Linked DNA regions of Mus musculus: region 2 is linked to region 1. A link is a contact called in public HiChIP or PLAC-seq data. All regions are on one chromosome and are shown on one strand. The core of a region is the stretch at or near the end of the contact, and the rest is flanking DNA. Distances in the headings are between cores, read along the strand shown.

Region 1 (4,773 bases), core at 965-3,464:
TTCTAACAAAATATAAGTGATCTAAAAGTAGTTGTTATTTGATATTGTTTAGAGAATTGTGGTAAGAAAAGAGCCTGTGCGTGCTAATTACAGATGCAGTGTTTTGTGGAGTATTTTCTGTGTCAGCTACTTAAATCCAGGTTGTGAAACTCACAGGTATGGAGGGTCAACCACACTGTTTTATTGGAAAGGCCACCTAAGACAAGCTAAGACAATACCAGGGAGCCAGGGGACATGGAAGTCAAAGGCGGATATATACACCAGTTATTACAACCTTTAATCAGGTAAAAGCAGCCTGTTGGAGATCATTGCATCTAACAAAATGACTCCTAGAAATGACACCCAAAATTACACCTCAAATGACATCTAAATGACAGAAGCTCAGAATACACTCACAGAAATGGCCAAGTGTTTGAAAGACTTGAGAGTTCTGCTCTTAGCAAATGGAACTGACCAGAATTAAATACATACAAATTCATAAAGTCTGTGTGAAGCATGGTGTCAACATCACTCTCGGTGTGGATGAAGAAGAAGCCTTCTAGATGGAGACTTAGAAAAGAGACTAGGCCTGTTTGAGATCTACCAGGAGAAAGCAGATTGCAAATATTACTCGGATTTCCCAAAAGGGATGTTCAACAATGCTCCCTTTATGTGACCAAAGGGGACAAAGGGAAGGGATGGGCTTCCAAGGCAGCTGAGGCTGGAGCCAAGAACCATGAAGAATGATCCACAGCCACTGGAAGCTACACCCAGGGACCACTCACAGTTACTACCAAAGGAGCAGAGTCTGCTCTCACAGCACAGGCCTTTTTTAAGTGCTGCTCAGCATATTTCATAATTGCTATGGATCAGTGACTTTTATGTGCGTCTGTCTTCTCCCCTTGAATGGGAATGTTTATTGTATTTGTCTCATTTCTGCTCCACTTTGTACCTAGTGCGAGTGTGATGTGGCAAGTTGGTGATTTTACACTCCAGATTAAGAAAAGTTACATCATGACCTGGTATACATTTCAGGTTCAGAATTCAATCCCAATGGTCACCTTCTATATCATCTTGGCATGAGACATGGTGTGTATAGAATACAATAATCCACTTGTTTGACAAGAGAGGCTGAGGAGTTTTAGTTCATAGTTGTTTCCATTTGCCTTTTCTTTGTTGTGACTTCCCTATAGTTAGCAGTGTCTACTGCTTCCTTCTCCTATCTTTGGACCCAAGCATAGGATCTACTTAGACCAATGAATGATGAATGTATGTGATATGCATCACACTCAACCAAAGACTTTTACTGGGTTAGCAGCATCCCTTTTCCTTCTCAAGATATCTCAGATTATAAGGTAGCTGCTGACCCTAAAATTCTAGTTCCTGGGTCCCTTAGAAGGAGACCTAGAGTACAGGCACATTATTCAACCTTCAGGAGCAGAAGCAAGAACGATGTTTTGTTACTAAGACACAGATATTAGTGGATTACTTGCTAGGCAACATTTCAACATAAAACAGCTATGTGCCATTTCCTGTCATCTCTTTGAACTTCCATATGTTCCAATGGATCTTTCATATTCACATCTATGATACCTCTTATAGATCCATGTCCATAATACCTTCATCAAGTGATTAGGTGAATTTTTTTTGCCTTATTCTCTGTATTTCTATACAATTTGTCTCACCTCATTGTATTACTACCCTTGGATAGCAATCTGATTTTATAAAATCTCTATTGGATACATTGTGCTGGGAAATCATAGATCTCTTTGGTAATCTCAGCACATAATGGGCACTTATAAAATAAAACCTTGAATGAAGAAGTTAATAAATGTTCCTGAAGGGGGGGTGACCATAATTTGTTACTACAGAAAGGAAAGCTCTACTGCAAATCTTAGTCACTGAGAACAGGGACAAAAATGTGCTCACTGTAATACGGGATGAGGTTCATACAAAAAAAAAAAAACAAACCAACAAAAAAAGACAGAAAAAAATCTTTGGTATGTGTGTTGGAATTTGGAGGCCTGCTTTCTGTAGCTAAAGTTAGAGATGGGGAGATACTTCCCATGCATGAAGCATTGTACATTCCTGGGTTAGAACATGTTTTCTTTGGGGGTTGTTGTGGTTTCTTTCTTTCTTTTCTTTTTTCATTTTTCCAGCATTGGAAGCATGGGTGTTTACAATGACAATAATGAAAGCACAAGGCTGGCCCAGTATGACTCAGGAGAGAACTTATAAATGTAGCAAGAGGTAGAGAGTGGAGAAATAGGGTGTGTGGGGGCAGCGGGAGGGGGAGAAAGAAAAACTATAGTTGCCAGGAGTTGAAATGAAGAAAATGCCATGGGTGACACGTGGCTGGCACTGTGGGTAGTGACATCTGCTCTCTGTGAGGATTCCCAGGCTTCGCAGCTGTGTGTGCATGTGCAAATGTAAGGAAACACTAAGCCCTTTGCTGTAAGAAACCTGCTGTTGACTCTGGCCTCACTAGTCTGAAATGCTGTCTCAGAGTCAGCCTCTTGCTATGGGTTAGATCTCCAGGCAACTTACTCTTGCAAAGAATATTGGAGGCTATAAAGGGACTGTGGAAAGAAAGCAAGCCTGAGTGAAGCCACAGGGACACTTTTGACACTTTAGGATCTTTCCTTCATGGCCTGATCTCAAGTAGAAGTGAACGTTATGTATAAAGTTGAAGAAGGGATAGGGGACAGACTGGGAGGATAATGACACAGGGTCACTAGGTTAGAGGTTTTGCAACATGACAGGCAAAAGTCTGTGTTTGCAAAATTGATGTGCAGGGCTTGTATCAGGCTTGGGTGAGCATTCAGAGTTTCATGTTTGTCTTCTGATTACTCTGCTTAGGGAAATGGAGGCAAAGCAAAGAGCAGGAATCCTCTAAAGTTTGAGGCACTCTTAGGGTAGCTGCTAAAGGAAAGTAGCTTCTAGCTGTTGAGCTGGTGCTGGGAAGCAGCTGGGAAGCTTCAGGTTTGAGTTGTTAGCCTCCTTAATCAAGGATTGAACACTCAATTGTGTGCCTACACATGGAAAGGTGGAACCAAAGAGATGCAAAACGTAGTTCAAAGCTGCTGGCCCAAAAGAAACCAGACTGAATTACAAGAGCTATGTGAGGTTTCTGTTTCTCTACTCTATCTATGCACATCTCCAAACATGGACCCAGCTTTCTTGGTGGTACCCACCACTAAGCAGCCCATAGACTATGTCACCTGAAGAGTGGCTATGTCTCTCCACCTGAGTTTGCTTCAGAAGGCTTTTCATACATGGGGGGTAACCATCATGATAATCTTATACATATGTGCAGTGTGTTAGTGTCTACAAACACTATCATGAGTGGTATCTCACTTGAGAGTCAAAAGAATTGTATGTATCAAGCAAGGGAGACATTTGCCTTCTTTCTGAGCTAAATAACTTTATGAGCTCAGAAAAAGAAAGGCATTCTGTGAGCCTTGATCTGCTTTCTTTAGGGCAGAAATGCTGTCAAAGAGCTGAAAAGACAGAGAGAGTCCAAATTTCATCTACCCCCAAATTCACAGTACAGGAAGATGCTGACCATAGGCTTAACAAAAAAGAATTTGGTAGAAGACTGTCTTAAATGAGTCATAAAGCTGAGGGCTTCTCAGTAATTTCCCCATTCATGTGTGAGTTATGTGTTCCTTTTACCACAATTGTCGAGCTACTTTTTAATCCTTATCCAGCTGCTGTTTTCCTCTTCAATCCATGATGCTCTTAACTTCTTACTTAACTCATTAGCTGAAAAATGATGAGTGAGTACAACACTCCAGTCCCTATGTCACTACCATAAGAACTCGATGTTTGACAGTGGAGACAAATAAACATCTACTCCTGGAGCTTCTACGGGAATAGGGGTGGTCGAAAAACACACACATATATAATGAGAATGCAATGAATCTATTAAGAAATAGTGTCTATGTAAAGGAATTAAGAGGGTTATGTGGTAGGGGGTTGGTAGTGGAAGATGTGAGAGGGGGGAGAGGACAATTGTTACTTTCAATGAAATGGTCAGAGGGACAATATTTGTAGGAGATATGCAAGCCACCACAAAGACATCCAGTTTTACTCTGGAGAACTGAGAAACCTGGAGGTTAATTTTTATCGTTAACTTGACACATTCTAGAGGCACCTGGGAATGTACTCTCAAATGAAGTTCTCGCTCCATCAGAGCAGCCTATGGCCATGCCTTGATCAATGATTGATAAGGGAGGGCTCAGTCCACTAAGGGCAGCCCCATCCTTAGACAGGTAGGCATAGTCTGCATAATAAAGATAGCAGAGCATGTGCCAGAGAACAAGCCAATAAGCAACATTCCTCGATGGTTTCTGCTTTAGTTGCTGTTTACGTTCCATCATTGATCTCCCTCAATCAGGACTTTCACATGGAAGTATAAGTGAACTACCCTTTCCCCCTCCAAGCTACTCTGGTCATGGTGTTTAATAGAAAGCAAACTTTAAGTAGGAGTGGTGAAGACTAGCTGTGAATTTGCTTGCATTTTAAAAGTATGTTCTGGAGACTACTTAAAGCATATCATTGGGCAGCAGAGGTAGGAGTGAAAAGAGTCAGGAAGTGTTGTAGCAATGGAGGTGATGATGGTGGTGGAAGAGATAGGGAGGCTACAAAAGGGTTACTTTGTGGATATTTGTAATAGCAGAGTTAATAGGATTACTGAATAAATTGGATGTGACTGGTAACAGAAAAAGAATTAAAGTAGCATTGAGAATTGTGTTCTGAGCAACTAGACAGAAGAACTTGCCATGAACAGAA
Region 2 (4,677 bases), core at 373-2,872, 400 kb after region 1:
CTCTATGTTGTGGTTTGAACATGTAATGTCTGCCATGGGAATATGTTGGTCCCCAGCTACTGGTGCTATTTTGATTCTATGTCCTTGATACTGTGGGCCAAGCCCCAGTGAAAAGTATCTGTTATAAGGAAAAGTTGCTAGATCCAGTGAAGAAATTAGGCAATGTCTCCTGACTTTTACAAAACAGGAATAAGACCTAGAACTACTGTCCACCTGGAAGATTGTCACAGACCTCTACCTTCACATTAACAACAGGTTTTTATCCTAAGTGCAATCTGGAGTTCTTTTTGTTAAGGTTCATCTGTCCAGACTGAGTCCTGCTATAGCATGAAGACAATAAACACTGGCTGGAAAGAGGACACTCCAAAAGGAAGGCTATGCCTGGAGCACCAGAGGTAAGTAGAGAGGCATCTCAGTTATTTAGGCCCTAGATGTTTCTGTTTTCTGTGGTATCTGGAAAGTGGCTGTAAAGATAGGAGAAAAACAAACAAATAAACAAACAAAACCAGGAGCAAGGGGGATTTTTTTTTTCAAAATTTCTGGGATAAATCACATTTCCTGAAGAACAACAAATGATCCTGAAAGGGGTTTTCCAGGGTTAACTATAAGGTGGAGGCCAAATGCAAGATTGTTTGTGAGAAAATATCTCTGCAAAACTCCAGGTAGAAAGTTCTGGTCTCCATACAACTTCTTTATCATCCAGGATCTTGGATGCTCCACAATCCCCAACCAGACAGAACATATTCTTAAATAAAAACCTCAGTATTAAGGAATGGGTTGACTCTTTGCATATTGATGGTCAATGGGATTCCTTAATCCTCAAACCATTATAGGCTGTTGCCAATACATTTCATTTCCTACAGAACTTCAGGGTAAGACCCTATTTCTGAAGACACCACACACTGGACTCACAGACAATCAAGCTAGTATTCACTTAGAAGCTTCACCCCTAAAAGCTAGCTTCCATAGTGCTGGAAGATGACATTCATACTATTAGATGGGAAAAATAATAATCACCATTCTAACCCAACTGTAAAGTTGGCAAACTACAACATGATGGGCCTAACAGGACATGCCCACTACTGCAATAGTGGCGCAAACATTATGTGAGTAACCAACCACTCTCACATGTGATCTATGGCCTACTGTCTGAGATAGAAACAGATGCATTGTTAACAGAGCCAAGAACATGAAGTTATATACACACACAAAGGATAACCTAATGCTATTATTCTGATAAATGGACATAGCGTTAAAGTGACTGGTAGTGCTTAATGCTGTTGCTGCAATACAGTGCATCTTTCAACCCATAAGCTGCTGCTTCTAGTAGATGACAGCTAACACAGAGATCCTCAACTGGTCCATATGCAGAGAATAAGAGATTATGGAGTACTCAGTCCTGAATGGAATGTACATATCCCATCCATTCCCTTCAAGACTCCAGGGACTTCACAGACAAGAGGGCAGAAAGACTGTAAGAGCCAGAGGTGAAGTATGACTTCACAAAAACTATGTTTTCTAGATACATGGGGCAGTTGCATATATGAATCCACAGCAATTATGACATCATGCACAAGATGTGTGTAAACTAAAGATAGAGGAAAAACCCCACCATGGAGCAAGAGTGATAGATAGACAATCCCACTGGGATCTGAAAAGCCGTTGGTATTTTCTAACTGCTAAAGGAAGAAAGAATCGGCTTTTCTTAAAGATGTGATCCTTGTAGGTTGATTCCAGGGCAGGGCCCACTCCCCAGAGTACTTGGGCAACGCAAACTTCATACGAAAAAGGAGGAGGAGAGAGGAGGAGGACCAATAGCAGGGTGAAGAGAGAGAACAGGTGAGAAGGAGTGAGAGCAAGAAGGAGAGGGAGGAGAGGGGGAAGGGGAGGGGAGAGAGAGAGAATTCAAAATTGAGTGGATGTGGGTAAGGGGGAATATGTCAGAAATTGGGAAAGGGCAAATATGATCACAATATAATTTATAACATTCTCAAACAATTAATAAACTTGCTTTTTAAAAGAAGTCTAGCCCCTTGGCTTAAGGCCTAAAATTTTGCTTTAGTGAAGGTGTGCTCCTAGGAACACAGGCATCTGCATGCTGCAAATGCAGGGCTCTGACTCGAGCTTTCCTTGGATTTACAGCATCCCTAGAAGATCTGTGCAAGTATTGTAAATTTTAATGTCACTAATATGCTGGTGATCACTTGTCTATACGCCTCCAGCTCCCTGCCCCCAGAAACTCTTCATTTTAGAAAACTTTTATAAAATTCTCTTATGAATTGGTATTGTCTCTAAATACTGGCCGCCATGAGATGCTTAATCACAAGATGAATGAGTTCCTGTCCTTTGCTGGAATAACTCTAGTAATAGAAGAAAACCAGGAAACAAGGCACAAAATAAATGGGAGAGTAACACTAAATGCACATGTTCGGCAAAAAACAAATTATTCAAAAAATAACAAAGAAAAATCTATAATCTATTAAGGCAAAATTATATATATAATTTCATTCAGAGCAGCGCTGACAAATCAGCTCAGAATCAAAAGGCAGCTTTCATTAGAATCACAGGAAACCCTTCTTCCGCTTCCAGATACCGAAAGACCTGTTTTCTGAGCTGTTTGGACTTGTTTCTTTCTCTCGCCATCCAGTATAATCTGTGATTATTTCAGATATGCTTCTCTGACGCAGTTCTTAGAGCCTGAAGCAGCTATGTCGTCATCGCGCTTTGCAGACTTTGGTCTAAGACAGCCCAGCTCTTGACACAGCTGCCTCGAAGGAGAGGCAGGAAAGAAATCCATCAGCTACATCTTCTCCTGCGGAAAAAAGGATTATCAAACTTCTCTTGAGGTAAGAGCACCCTCTGGTGGCCGATGTCTGCATTGTGCGCTGACAGCTCCATCTCAAACTAGACTCAATGCCCATATCCTTCCAGATGGAACCTATTTCACTGATCTCCCTTGGTAGCAAAATGGCCCGCTGGGCTCCAACATATAAAGCCCGAGTTCAAAGCTTTGTGCTACTATTAACTCATGAGTTAATTCAGTCTAATTACCTTCCTGAACCATTTTTACTTAAAATAAGAAAACAATGGCAGATTTGGGATCAAATGAAAACATCTGCTATTTAGTAAAACAAATACAAGCAAGATATTCTACAGTGTTTTGCCAGTCACACACATATCTAAGACCTAAGAACAAAGTTCTTTATTTTATATAAATATTATACTAAATCGTGTGGCATTATATTTCTGGTAGCCTGTTCATATTACACTCTTAAATCTATAACAATAAGTTTTGTGCAGATAGCCGCCTTTGACCTTCATCTATGACCCCGTGTCCATGTTGACTATTACAGCTCTTTGCTTTTGATCTCTTTCCCAAAACCACCTTTCAGAGACTTTTGTTCACAAAGCCATTTCTCAGTTTTGACTCAAGGATGTCTGATAGCCATGATCCGGAATCTACAAGACCCAAAGGTGACATGAACAAGCAGATCTTGGAGCATCCAGAGCCTGCCTGGTACCCTTCAATGTCTCTCACCCTGGTGACCTAAAGCTGCTCATCTTGGTGTCATTGCCGCGATTCTATGAAGTAATGCCCACTTGAGCATGTGGGCTTTCTGTCATCCATCTGCTCTACTTCATCCTATACTATATATCCTATATATTGATCGCCTTTTCATAAAACAAACTCATTACTCTTCCTTAGACAAAATACTCTACACCACCATCATCACCTTCTGGAGTTTTGTTCCCTCCTGCCCACCTTAAAAGCTTTGAGAAGGAAATCTATGATGTTTACAAATTACCAACCTGAAAGTATTTTGTTAGAGCATCCTCCAAAGAATAAGACTCACATAGATCTTTTTTTTATTTTTGTATTAATTAGTTATTTTTTTCATTTACATTTCCAATGCTATCCCATAAGTCCCCCAAACCCTCCCCCCGCCCCAAGCTCCCACTTCTTGGCCCTGGCGTTCCCCTGTACTGAGGCATATAAAGTTTGCAAGACTAATGGGCCTCTCTTTCCAGTGATGGCTGACTAGGCCATCTTCTGATACATATGCAGCTAGAGACACAAGCTCCGGGGGTACTGATTAGTTCATATTGTTCCACCTATAGGGTTGCAGACCCCTTTAGCTCCTTGGGCACTTTCTCTAGCTCCTCCATTGGGGGCCCTGTGTTCCATCCAATAGCTGACTGTGAGCCTCCACTTATGACTCACATAGATCTTAACAGCACACTATAGTTCAACTTCTCACTCACAGTTTACTCTTTCTTCTGGCTTCTCATTTTTAGCAAGTAGCTCCATAATCCACCCAGATGCTCATGCAAAAATCAACAAACAGTCCTTGGCCTTTTCTGTTTTATTCTCTAACTCCATCACCATACCCTACTAATTCCATTTGCCAATGTCACAATTCTTATCACCCCCTTCTATTTCCATGATGGTTGCTGGTACTTAAGCCATCACATCTCTAGCATATTCTTCTAGTCGTCCCTTAATCCTGTTCCTTCTCCCTCCCATTTCTGTCCATACAGCATCCAAAATATACTTACAAAGGCATAACTGATAACAGATGTGAGTATTCACTTTGATCACTCAATGTGGTACCCTTCTGGTTAGCCTATATGACATTATTCAATTGAAATTAATACATGTTTTGGTTTAGAGACCGT

Evidence for each region. HiChIP or PLAC-seq counts read pairs in DNA pulled down with a chosen protein or histone mark.
Region 2: an H3K27ac HiChIP or PLAC-seq map of oligodendrocyte precursor cells shows a contact between it and region 1, with 12 times the contacts expected there. The contact joins the promoter of 4930562F17Rik here to the enhancer-like site in region 1. A contact is called at or near these places in 6 of 484 Hi-C or Micro-C datasets (embryonic fibroblasts, embryonic limb bud, embryonic stem cells and 1 more) and 5 of 115 datasets of contacts at active chromatin or transcription factors (the NIH/3T3 cell line, embryonic basal ganglia, embryonic fibroblasts and 2 more).

Annotation. Positions count from the first base shown.
Region 1 is chr1:158,731,032-158,735,804 of GRCm38.p6, forward strand. All of the region lies in intron 21 of Pappa2 (pappalysin 2), which reads right to left. Among named protein-coding and RNA genes, the nearest start is that of Gm37679, 180 kb to the left of the region's middle. Within about 2 kb of position 2,215, at least 40 of the 459 cell types and tissues checked have an H3K27ac peak or open chromatin away from gene starts, as enhancers often do. A contact at or near this core is called in the NIH/3T3 cell line, embryonic fibroblasts and oligodendrocyte precursor cells, where this site is marked.
Region 2 is chr1:159,132,659-159,137,335 of GRCm38.p6, forward strand. 4930562F17Rik (a long non-coding RNA gene) reads left to right here and starts at 1,623. Exons shown (of 4, transcript XR_865669.1): 1 at 1,623-1,839; 2 at 2,669-2,846.